2 separate regions of the Mus musculus genome follow, and region 2 is linked to region 1. The links are chromatin contacts, called in public HiChIP or PLAC-seq maps. All regions are on one chromosome and are shown on one strand. Each heading gives the region's core, a stretch centred on a gene start, on an enhancer-like site or on the middle of the called end of the contact. The rest is flanking DNA. Distances are from core to core; before and after follow the strand shown. Region 1 overlaps Nkain2 (Na+/K+ transporting ATPase interacting 2). Region 2 holds the start of Nkain2 (Na+/K+ transporting ATPase interacting 2).

Region 1 (6,503 bases), core at 1,398-3,897:
TCTCTGTTTAAGTACAAGAATGTATGAGCCATATTACAAATATAAGAATAGAAGACAATGTATCCACTTTGTTCAAGATAGTGTTGAACTTGGTGTTCAGTGCTGTGCATGCCAGATCCTGCATGATTTTCTGTTCACTTCCGCTCTAGTAAGAAGAACTTTGGGGTATAGCCTTAGAATACTGCACTCATGAACCATTCATAGAAGTCTAGATGGGTTCTGAACACTCCAACTCAGGTCTTCAATCATCCTCAGCCATCACCCAAAGACCCATGCCTAAATGTTTTAGTGTATCTTTTTTTTTTTTTTTTTTTTTTGGTCAGGTTTATGTTGAAATATATGCTTCTGACACATTAATTCATTGATTTTGACATCTTTATAGTATTAGTTAAAAATATCAGTGTTAGTAATAGTGTACTTAAAGTAATTGATGATATCTTATCAAATTTCCCTTGATTGATGAGTAGAGTGAATTGATTTGTCTCCTCTGTACTAAAATACGGAGATATTTTGCTTAGCAATGTGTTTCTCAAAAGGATATGTGTACGCGCATGTGGCATTTTTGTTTGTTTGTTTTATATTGAAAAGCTTGATGTAGTGAAGCCAAATAGTTGAGGAAATTGAAGAAAAGCTTTATGAAGAAACTAATCAATATTTTCTCTGGAACTTAGATACAACTTCTACACGTGGCATGCCAGATGGACTAAGGGAAGAAAAGAACTGAGATGACAGTTTTTGCTTGACATTTGAGATGCTGTAGAGTGAGCAACAGAATCTTAACAACTATGAAGCATCTACAACATACTTCATATTATGCAGTGTAAAACAGGGAAACAGCAATACCTTGTTTGAAAAAGGAAGAATGGTTTATTTCTCAATGAACTCAAGGTGTCCTGAACTTAACATTTTCATGACAAAATAAACAAGATTTTAAATGTTCAGATATATACATGAGAAAATAGATTCTCATTTTTTGAAATTTAGCTTTGTCATTTTTGTTTTCATCTCTACACTGTATTTTTCTCACTTGGGAAGGTCAAATATTAACATGTACATTGCATCAAACTTGTTATGTCTCCTGTTAGAAAGCTTACTGGATGTAGTTTATACACCAAGGTCTCTTGGGTTTTACAATTATTGAATGGCTTCAAAAAAAGGTGCTATAAAAATTAACATATCTGGACAGTAAATTATAGGTCAGCATATCTGCTAAACACTGGTAAGTCAGTACTATATAGGTCTTCACATACTGTAGTATACATGTTTAAAATAAAATTAAGTAGAGGAAAATAAGCAAAATTAATACCTGATAAATTATCTGAGATATACATATATAAGTATAAATTGATATGCTGTATATTTAGTCTCATTTACTATTTTGAACCTAAAGTACCAATTTTAAGGAAGGCATGTTTTAGATCATAATGTACTTTTTAAAGGATATACATTCCCTTTAGACAACAGTCAAATAAATGGAGAAAAGAAGGAAATTCAAATTTCAACTCAGTTATTTCTACAGAATACATAGTTTTAATTGCATTGTTCAAGTAATCTTAAATTATAACCTACTTCTAGGCTAGAGTGTTTCATAGCTTTTTATGTAGAAGATCTAAAATAGGGGGAAGTAACTTTTAGTTTTATACCAAGGTCCTTTGTTGGTATAGTTCCTTTGTCCAAGTCATTAGCACCCTTTTACTCCTCCCCTCTTCTCTCTATAGCTGAAATGAAGAGTTTGACATAATTACTACTTCTTGATACAGTTAATACATCCAGTAAGTGTTGATAATCTGAGATATGCAAGAAGAAACTTAGGTATGTCTTAGGATAAAGTATTGTCACAGTAAATATCCCTCGAACTCTAGAAAAATTCTGACATTACATCACATATGCAGGTGTGTATATAAAAAAACACAAACAAACAAAACCCAGTTACATAAGTAAGATCAGCCCCTTCCCATTCCCAGGCCATCCAAACTTCTTGGCCTAAAAGAATGTAGCTGTCTCTTGTGAGACTATGCCAGGGCCTAGCAAACACAGAAGTGGTTGCTCATGGTCAGCTATTGGATGGATCACAGGGCTCCCAATGGAGGAGCTAGAGAAAGTACCCAAGGAGCTAAAGGGATCTGCAACCCTATAGGTGGAACAACAATATGAACTAACCAGTACCCCGGATCTCTTGACTCTAGCTGCATATGTATCAAAAGATGGCCTAGTTGGCCATCAATGGAAAGAGAGGCCCATTGGACACGTAAACTTTATATGCCCCAGTACAGGGGAATGCCAGGGCCAAAAAGGGGGAGTGGGAAGGTGGGGGGAGCAGGAGGGTATGGGGGACTTTTGGGATAGCATTGGAAATGTAAATGAGGAAAATACCTAATAAAAAATATAAAAAAAAAGAAAAGAAAGAAAAGAATACATTTTAACCTGGTAATTTTCCTCTTTAAAAGACAGATACTTAAAATAGAACATTTAGAGGCAGGATTTTCCCCTGAAATTTACATCTGACTGGTCTTGTACTGTTCTGTTATTATTTAAAATGCAGAAGTTTACAGATCAATAGTACCGCATTGCTTTATTTCAGGATGTGGGTTTTGGCTCTTGCAGGATTTTTACATATGATAATTTACCTGTGACTTTCCTCTTTAGGAAAAGAAATCAGTGAAGTAGCATTGGTTAGCAGCCCCGGGCCCACAGGCTCACAGTGATGCAAAGTACTTTACTTATTGTTGGCTTTCCTGCCTGTCTTATAAAATGCTGAGTCAAAGAAAAGCGAGCAGGTATCTCTGTGTTAGTAATGGTACAAAGAATGCAAAGGCAAATGATGCACACAAAAAATATATATAATATAAAATAAAATTATCAAAATAAAAGATAAAATAAAAGTATCAAAAATTACTGAAACAATTAGACACAAGAATACAGGAAAACCTTGTTATCTGGTTCTATTAATTGAGAAGAATTTTTTTTTTTTTACATTCATGGAGACAAGGTTGCTTTATTTTTATGAAAAACAAGTTCAAAAACACTTCAAAGGAATCAAAGGTATCTAAACTAAACATTTTATGCAGCAACTGTGTGCAGTCTAGCAGTGATATACATACTCCTGCATCCCATAGAACTCTCACCTTTATTCATGAGAAAGGCTTATTAAGGAGATATTACATATATATGCTTCTTTGCTAGCTAAGTAGTAGAAATTAAGATTTTCATGTAATACATATATTGCAGAACATGCAACTCAACTCTGTAAAATAGTCTGTATCCTTTATGTAGAGTTAAATGTGCTTCACTGAAGCCTTAAACTATCTTGAATGATTATTAAAATATAAATACCTATTATCTGTATTTCTATAATTTTGCTCACCTCTTATCAGTTACCATATTTAGGGACTTTAAAAAAAAAACTAAACGAATATTTAAGTAGTTTAGTAGATTGCTTTAAGTGACTGCTTAGAGCTCTTGGACTTCAACTGTATCTCACCATTATAAAAATGTGCTCTTTTAAGAAGTATCCAAATCAGAAAATTCTAAGAATTGGTTAACAAAGGTTAAAACATAACTGGAGCATGGAAAGGGAGGAACTGATGAGCAGATTGCTGATAAGTAACCTCTGTGCTCACTAAGAGAACAACATCTGACCAAAGGAAAGAAAGGCCTTTGAATTATTAACAGACTATTCTGAGACATTGTTGGCAATTCAGTGGGGTCATGAAGGCTGGCAGGTTGTCATAGTAACAGAGATGATGAGACCAAATGTATAGCCCTCCTACAAAAATGAGTCTAACTGCTGCTTTTCATATTCTAATGGCTGGTCCAGAATTTCTAATAGTAACATTATTGGAGTGGAACATATTTTCTAGTTTAATTACATATACTTCTCTGTAGGCAGAGCCGTTATAAATGTATTTTCTAAATGTATTCTAGAGTATGCTTCTGTAGGAAAGCCTTCCCACAACTGAGGTTTTAAATTTGTATTTGAGAACTCATGGAATGTGTTATTTATTCATATTTCACAATGGTATTACTGACCCATTATTCTGTAGTGATTGACTTCTCTAGTGGCTCTCAAGGTTTGTTAGAGTCAACTGCCTCTGTAGTCTCATGATTTTAATCACTGCTGTTGAGAAAAATGCCTGGGAGACTCTATTTCTGATGTGTTTTTTTATTGTTGTTCTAAGAAACACTAACTTTCTTGTAGCTGATTGCACCCTAAGTAGAAACCAAAACAGAAAGAAGTAGAGAGAAATTAATAATGACTGGGACACATGTGCTTATAATAGTTAATAATTGATGCAAATTAAAAGGAAGTAAAGAAATCAGACCTTCCCTTGTGAGAAACTCTGGACAGTATACGGTTAAAAATGGTTGTTAAAAATTTAGAGTTTACAAATTAAAAAAAAAAAAAAGGTGGCGTCTTTATATCACTCACTGTGTTTCACATTATGTGTTAAGTCTAAGAAACACTTGACATTAAATGATAGCGTGTATTATGGCCAATTTATCTTAAAGGATACCTGTCATGGGGAATATTTTCAAAAGACCAGCAGGCTTCCTGGGCTGCTACCAGCAACCAGCAAACAACATGGCTCTGGCAGGATGCTCTCTACTTGACCATCTCTGTGCTGGAGCTTCCAAGTCACTTGGTGGATCTCTGCTGCCAGACCGCACAATGACCATCCACCTCATAGTCAACTATCACAGCCCCCATTTACCTGGGAGAATCAAAACTCTTAAAGCTTATAATTAACCAATCATATATATATATATATATATATATATATATATATATCAATAAATTTTCAATTTAAAGGCCAATACATTAATTTCAGAACCAATTAATAATGATAAAAGCTTTATCCCGTAAGGTTATTCTAACCTTATAATACTTATGATATCGTAATGATATCATAATGATATCTTAGACTTATCATATCCTTTGGCAGGTTAAAGTCATGCTAGATCAAGTCAGCCTCCATCTTGGCCTTCTCACGTGAGATGCTCTCTGTCTCTCAGCTCTTAGCTCTACCTCCCTTTTCACTGTCCAGTCACAGACCTCCTGCTGCTCTAATGTAATTGGATAGGGAAAATCCTGCAACATATCACCCTTTCTGTTTAATTAAATAAAAATAAACTTTATCTCAAAATATAAATTGAGCACAATTATTATCATTTTGTAAGGTATAAAGTAAAAGATAGACCTAACACCTAGTCGTCAGTCCATCATTTCTGTCAATTAAGAAGAACCTCTGTCATCTATCCTAACTTAAAAGACCAATAATTTTACACCTGACTTCTGTCCTGGCTTGAGAATGTATGCCATCTGAAAACTCAAATCTGTTCTCTCAACGTAAATAGCCTGGGTTGGCTATGAGACTATGTAGTTTTTCAAACCTGTCAGAAATCCAAGAATGACTAATATTACCTGAAAATATGAGAAGCACACACACAAAGGCTTCCAAAAACTTAGCCAGTTTATAGATACCACTGATCACCTAGACAGTCCCTTACTTCAAAACATTTGAGCATTGGTCTTCAGCCTTCTGACCCAGGATCATCTGACACATCTTAGAGAAACAGGAAATTAAGGACTAGCCTATTGTGTCCCTGCAGAACTAGCAGTCCTAACGTGTAAAATGTGTTCAATTTTTGGACAGTATTATGTCTGTAGATGAAATGAGGCAATTCTTGCCTAGTGGCTGTCTCGACACAACTGGAGCAACTCCATAAATGTTCAATTTCTTCTTTGAATCCAAGAAAGGGAAAGCTGTCAGAGCAGACTAGGGTCAACAAGTGAATAAATAACATTAAATGTCATAATCTGAAAATTTCTGACGTTTTTGAAAACCAACTATCTATGTAAAGTAATCTGGACAGGACTCTCAGCTATTTCTAATTAAAATATCTGAAAATACCCTGACAGTAAACTCAGAGTTGTGAATTTGCTATTTGGCCCTTAACTCACAGGCTTAATCATCTCAGATCAGTTTATAAATACAGTAATGGAAGTAATATGGTCTAAGCCCTGTACTTTCATATTTTTTGTATCAATAGAAGAAATTTATACCAAAGAAAATCTTGTTTTTGCATCAAAATAAATACTGTACCAAAATAAGAAATTATGACTTCAGCTTAGTAACAATTAAAAACATTTCTACCAAATGAGATTATGGCCTTGTAATCAATTCTAGCTATTACTCCCTGATCCAATATGAACATTTCTAGATTCCCTAGAAAACAACCTATAAAAACCTCCTCCACCCCAAAGTCCAGGGAATTGTGTTGACGACTCTTCACAACTTCTTCAAGCTGATTATGGGCATTGAGATATTATGAAGGGGGTTTGGGGGAAGGGTAGGGAAAATTGGATTGATTAGTCTCTGATTTTTGTATCTTGACTGGATCTGGCTGAAAGTCCAAGACATTAGGAGATCAAGCAGGTCAGTTTAGCATGTTTGATGAGGAGATTCACCAAGACTGTGTATTCCATAATATACAAATCTCAA
Region 2 (6,377 bases), core at 912-3,411, 250 kb before region 1:
GAAGATGAGCATTCCAACTTGACTGTTCTGTCTGAGAACATGCATCTCTTTTATAGAGATACTTCTCCTGCCTAATATTTTAGTTTCTTTTACTTGGGAATTGGCATTGTATCACTTCCCAGGTTTCCTGTAATGAATGAGACAATGTGATGTAGATTCATCAAGTAGATACTAGTTGCATACAATACTGAATTACCATCAATTACATTTGTCGTTGCTACTATACCAGTAAAATATCTACCATAAAAGCCCTTGAGGAATATTTTATTTGATTGGGTTTCCCTTAAGGCAGATACCAGATACAAGATTACATCACAATTGCTTTATTTGAAAGTTGTCCCAGGAAGTCATGGGGACTGGAGCAGAGAGATGAGATGAAATGAAATGGTTACTATTGTAGAGAATCAGGACTGAATGCTGGTGGAGACCCCATGGCATGGACTAATCTGTTTTTGGCATTTCCAATATGTGCGTTGAAAAGGCTGAGGTCATCATCCCCCACCTCTCCTCCGTTGCCCGATAAAGATGGGTTTCAAGGAAATCATTTTATTTCTTAGCCAAGAGCCTCCTCTGCTTAGGAAACAATTCAGTGTGCCCACAAAAAGAGAGGAATGCCATGTGTTGAAAGGTCATAGTTCAGTGATTAAGAATGAGGAAGAAATAGTGACTACAGATAGAATTACGTTTTACGGTACAGTCTAAATGATTCTCAAGCTGATGCTGATGGAAGGGAGACTAGGTCCTCAGTGTGGGTAAAGTTACCATACACAAATGTCGTTTTTCAAGGAGGCTTAAGTCCTACTTGTCTCACGAACCTTGTTGGTTAGCTTTTTTTCTTTTTTTCCGGTTTTACATCTCTAACGATGGTATTTTTTAGCTCCATGAACAGTTCTTTTCACTCACAGCACTTTATTCCAATGGCTTTACTATCCAGTGGATCTCAACAGTACACCCTCTCTCTGTAGCCAGATTAGGAATGCTTTCAGTAGCTGTTGGGACTGTAAATGAAATGCCCTCTTCTGAACACCAAGGTCTAAATGACCATCACTTGCTCCAGCATGTTTTTCCCTTCAGCTTTTTACCCGTAGGTGGCAGCAACAGGCTCCAGAGTGCGTGTCCGCAGGTAACTGCTGCTGTCAAACCTGGAGTATGACCAAGCAAGGACACATAACCAACCGGATGGTGCATGAGGTCTGGTAGATAAGTGCTCAAATTTCATCGGCTCCTTCCATTGTTAAGAAAGCAGTCTGAAGCACCAAAACCAAACTCCTACATTTCCTCTGGCTCCCTACATTTTGCAACTTCAAGAGGCAATTCCGTTCGGTCCTTGTAGCAGGCTAATCTTTGAAACTCTGGAATCTCTGTCCCTTGCTGTCCTTGCCTCGTGCCAAGCACAGGACTGTTGGTTGGCCGCCACCGTGTCCACTTCTCTCCCTCCGCTCTTTGCTGTAAGTGCATGCAGGTTTTCCAGTGGGGAAGAATGCCTTAGCGGCACCCCAGTTGATATCTCACCATCCCTTTTCATAACCGTACTTTCACACACACACACACACACACACACACACACACACACACACACACACACACACACCACAGCTTGCACGTGTAATGCTTCTGGCAGGGTTGCCTCAGCAAGACCGATACCAACAAAGCAAGGCATCGCCAAGCAAGCAAGCAAGCAAGCACGCAAGCAAGCAAGCAAGCCAGCCAGCCATGCCACCGGGACTCCTCCGACCCGATCCCTCGCGTTGTTCCCGCAGTCAACGCCCCCGCAGCTCCCAGGCACCGCGACACCACGCCCGCAACGGCCAGGGCTGCTGCCCGCCACGACCTCTGAGAAGTTGTTGATTGGGAGGGGATCCGCTCATCTAGGCAAGGGGAAGGGCGCCGCAGGGCGTCCGCGCGGCCCCCGCAGCCGCCCCGCCCCTGGGCCCCGCACGCGGAGCGCAGAACAGAGGCGCCCGGCGCGCATCTCAGCCGCCCCGGGAGCCCGCGCACCCGTGCGTGGGGAGGGAGTGCGGGGCGGGCGAGCGCTCGTCGGGCGTGGGCCGCAACTTGGCGGGCCAGATGCCCCAGGGCTCGGCGGCGCTGTCTGCCTGCCGCTGCTGCCCCTGCGGGGCCCGGGCGCGTCTCCTTGGGCGGCGCTGCCCGCGGCGCTGGGAGTGCAGTGAACGAGTAAAGGTATGTGTGGCGGGCGCGGCTGGGGCAGCCGCCGCCGCGCAGGACACTGTCACTTCCCTGGACATTGGCAGCGGCATCTGGGAGCCCTAGAGCCCTGGGCAGGTTCTCCTGTCCTTCCCCACGATCTGATTGGATAAACTGGGGCCTCGACGGTGGCCGACGTGGGACAGCCTGGCTGTGGCAGGGGTCTCGGAAACCATGGGTTATTGCAGTGGCAGGTGCACGCTTATCTTTATCTGTGGCATGCAACTGGTAAGTGACGCTTGGGTTCTCTTATTCTCTTATGTACCATTGAGAGAGTGGGCAGGGAGTGTAGTAAGAGATCTGCCATTGAGCAGGACGGAAGGGAAAAGAAGAGATAAAAGATGCCACATATTACCTGTATTTAAAATGATTTTAGGGGTGCAGCAGAAGTGAGCCTTTCTGCCTTTCCCCGTTTCTGTCCCTCTAAGGACAGTTTTGCAGGTGCAGGTTAAACTTGTTATCTTTAATTTCTTTAAGGGAGTGGAGATGTTGCTCTCCTTTTATGCTTGGCATTCTTGCTAATGTGAACAGGATGGTTGTCATATATATTTTACTATATATGCGTGTAAGTTGAAAAGCAGATTTTCAGGCTTTTATATACTTGTTTTGAAGTATTTATTTATCGTCGCTTGATATTTTCTTAGAATATATTGTCTTATAATTTTCTTAAAAACTCCTTGTTTAGGTCAGATGTGTTCTAGCAGCATTCTGAACTAAAAAGCCACAGTGAGTTCTAAAAGTATGTAGATCAGAGAGAGATACTTAAACTCTGCAACACCATTGCCCCAGAGTGGACCTTTAAAACATAAGAGCTACAAAAATTCCAAGAAGAAATAATATCTTGTCTTCCATAATGTACAATATTGCCACTGAAATTGATGCTATTGTTTGATCTCACAGGATGGGGGATTGTATGTAAGTTTGGAAGAATATCCTATTGCTGCTTTTAAAAAGCCAAGAATGCAAATAATGTCTCGATTTCAATTCCTAAAGGCAATAGGAGGAGGGGCTTAGGGGAAGATAGGGTGAAAATTTATGTCAGTGGCAAATGGTTAATTTGAAATAGGGGGCACTTCTGCAACACCAAGTAGCTTTCCATAGAAAGTATAAATTAGTCTAAACAGTTCCCCTTATTTGTTTTATAAAGGGTTGGGGGCTGTAGAATGGAAGACAATTATTGAAAATCCAGTCATCGCAGGGTGTTTAAATGAACAAGAATTTGCTATTAAAACTGACAAAAGAATTTCTTAAGTTTTCTTCACTGTTTATCACTTGCAAAGACCTGCAGAGGGTTCTTCTTTTATTTCTTTCTTTTCTCTTTCTTTTTTCCTTTAAAAAAACTTACTTAAAGTGTTTGAGGCATCTCAGCTCTGGTATCCCACCGCCACCCAGGAAAGTCCTGGATGGTGTATTCCTTAATCTGTGAATTGTGTATTATGGACTTGGTTGTAAGGGAAAAGAAGAGATCTAATTTTAGGAGCTTTATGTATTCTCAATGCTATGTAAACCAGCTTCTATATCTCTACCCCAGATTCATATAAGTATTGCAGCAAAGAACTATTGCCATTAACAATAGAGCTAACCAGAGTTTACTTTGTAAAACTACCAATGTAACCCAAATATTCCAAGTTGCATTGCATTTCCCAAACATGTGTGTGTGTTGTATAGGTTTCAGAATAGTCTATATTTGCAGTATCACAGTTGTAAAGTGTAAAACTAAGAATAGGTTGGTGGGTAGAACATTCTTATATTCCTCTCAGTTTAGAAACATGGAAGTTAACTCTAAATTGTTTAACGTGAGAGGAGCTTTATTAATGTGGTAGGGCAATTGTATGTAGGGCAACTGTATGTATTGGGATCAGATGACATTTTGTATGATGAATATAAATTCTTAAAATAATTGGAAAATATAAATATACCAGTGAGGAAGCTAAATATACAAACATGATACAGCTGTAGATTTCTTCTGTTGCTCTCTCTCTCTCTCTCTCTCTCTCTCTCTCTCTCTCTCTCTCTCTCTCTCGTGTGTGTGCATATATGCAACTATTTCTTGTAGAGGAGCTAGAATACTTAATGGAAAAGAAACCTTAATAATGACTATGTTCTCCAACAAAATAGAGTTGGCTGTAAGACAGGCATGTTCAGCCTAAGCAAGCGCACAGCTAGGGGTCCTGAGAAGTATTCTATGCTTCATGAGAAAATCCTGGTCTTTTTCCTTTCCCTCTTCTTGTGCCACCAGACTAATATAATTAGCAGCCATGTTAATGCAGAGATAGAACAAAAACAAAGGAGAAAGACAATTAATTGTTCTAATGGAGTGAAATAGTAAAAGCCTGTAGGGCATAAGAGATTCTTGTTCATTGCTGTGTTGTAGAGATATTTATGCAATCTGACATAAAGTAACTCTTTGCAAAGTGTTGTGGAACACCTATGAGTGGAAGTACATGTTTCACTCTATGTTTATAGATACAAAATTTTGGCACATCTTTGGGTTAGTCTGGGAAAATTTTATTTTACATAAAAACCATATTCCCAGCCTAAGTTTTGACTTGTTGTATCATTGGCTGGCAGAGAGATTCCAGTTTTGTTGACTTCTGAAATGTTCAGTGTGTTGAGACTTTTATGCCTGCTTTACTTTCATAAACACAACCTGAGATTTGTTAAAACTACTGGAAGCCAAAGATACCTAAGATTAAATTCTCTTTTTATTAAATAACTTAAGTTTCTAAAAGCATTAATCTGTAATCTTATAAATTGAGTGTTGTGTTTCAGTTGAAAAATTACATCAATTTATAGCTAATCTTAGAAAAGGATGTAGTATTGTTAAGTACTGTAGAAACAGAGACCTCATTTGTCTCATTATTTTCAAAGCAGATGTGGTATTTTGGACATTTGACATGTGAAGAACAGGTTCATAAGCTCCAGAGGCATTTTTCTAGCCAGGAGTGTATATCCTTGCTGTTAATTATATAAAATATGTTTTTAAAATCTCAGTGTTTGACAGAGTGAAGGCATAAATATATGTTTATTATTGTAACATCTGAATATCAGGTCATAAAATAAATGAAAATTCCGCACCATGATAATTTAATCTAAAATTTTATTCAATGAGAAAGTGTCCACAAGTATCATAAATTGAAATTTCCGAGTTGTATGGTTAAACTCACTTTAGATATCAGTGTGATTTTTGTAAAAAAAAAAATAAATGTAATTTCTGGAAAGAGATTTGCTCCTTGGGCAAAATCCAGAAGTTAAGCTCATAATCGCTAGGATGTGATTTCCTGGTTATCGTTGCTGCCTTCACTGAAGATTTCAGATAGTAACAGAAATTATCACCGTGTTTCCAGTGATGGGTTTAGGATTACAGGCCAAGATAGAACATTCAGTCAGCTAGTGAAAGAGTCTACCTTTTGTCCCTCAGGTTTTCTTTGAATCAAACACAACTTTCCATAGTATTCTAATATTTCTCAGTGAAAAATAACTCAACATAACTTATTTTATAATGAAAACACAACTTTATTTCCAAGTAAGTGAGCTTCAGATCACATACATATTGATATACCAGAGTCCTGTGTGGCAAGAAGTATATGTTTCCTCAGCTACTGAAAGATCGTCTAGATTTTCTTACAATGGATTTCCACTTGAAAATTATGTTCTTTCCCTGCGATCTATGAAACATTACTGACTTGGAGCAAGTGCCACTAACAGCCAGGTTGGCAGCAGTGTGTGCAGCTATGTGAATCAGCATTTTTGAAAATTAAGAATGATACTTGCACAGTTACCATGCAATTTAATAGGTGCACATTTACTTTTTAAAAAGGACAGAGATGTAGATATAATGTAAACAAATTTCTTCTAGTTATAGATTATTCTGCAGTGTTCACCACTATTTGGTGAATATTTGATTACTTCGGAAATAGCAAAGCTTGGCCAGGAAGTGCAATGTTAGGGTGACATTGGGCTACTACCTTGTTGTTCATAGATCTACCTCATGAGGAAGGGTGAAATTTCCCATATGACACTTTAGAAAGTTGTGAAATTGAAACATCCTGAGGCGTTTCTAAATTCTAAAATGGCTCTTTCTTGCTGTAGTGTTTCCTTTAAGTGTACAAAAGTATTTTTTTGCTATGTCTTTTATCTTAAAATGCTATTTCATTGTAATTAAATATAAT

Evidence for each region. HiChIP or PLAC-seq counts read pairs in DNA pulled down with a chosen protein or histone mark.
Region 2: a contact with region 1 is called in an H3K4me3 HiChIP or PLAC-seq map of embryonic stem cells, with 2.6 times the contacts expected there. The contact joins the promoter of Nkain2 here to the enhancer-like site in region 1. A contact is called at or near these places in 6 of 39 promoter capture datasets (the 3T3-L1 cell line, the HPC-7 cell line, embryonic stem cells and 2 more), 1 of 484 Hi-C or Micro-C datasets (cortical neurons) and 4 of 115 datasets of contacts at active chromatin or transcription factors (embryonic stem cells and forebrain).

What each region holds. Positions count from the first base shown.
Region 1 is chr10:32,636,550-32,643,052 of GRCm38.p6, reverse strand. All of the region lies in intron 1 of Nkain2 (Na+/K+ transporting ATPase interacting 2), which reads left to right. Among named protein-coding and RNA genes, the nearest start is that of Nkain2, 250 kb to the left of the region's middle. Within about 2 kb of position 2,647, at least 5 of the 459 cell types and tissues checked have an H3K27ac peak or open chromatin away from gene starts, as enhancers often do. A contact at or near this core is called in embryonic stem cells, where this site is marked.
Region 2 is chr10:32,885,699-32,892,075 of GRCm38.p6, reverse strand. Nkain2 (Na+/K+ transporting ATPase interacting 2) reads left to right here and starts at 2,161. Exons shown (of 7, transcript NM_001013411.2): 1 at 2,161-2,433. The coding sequence starts at 2,380.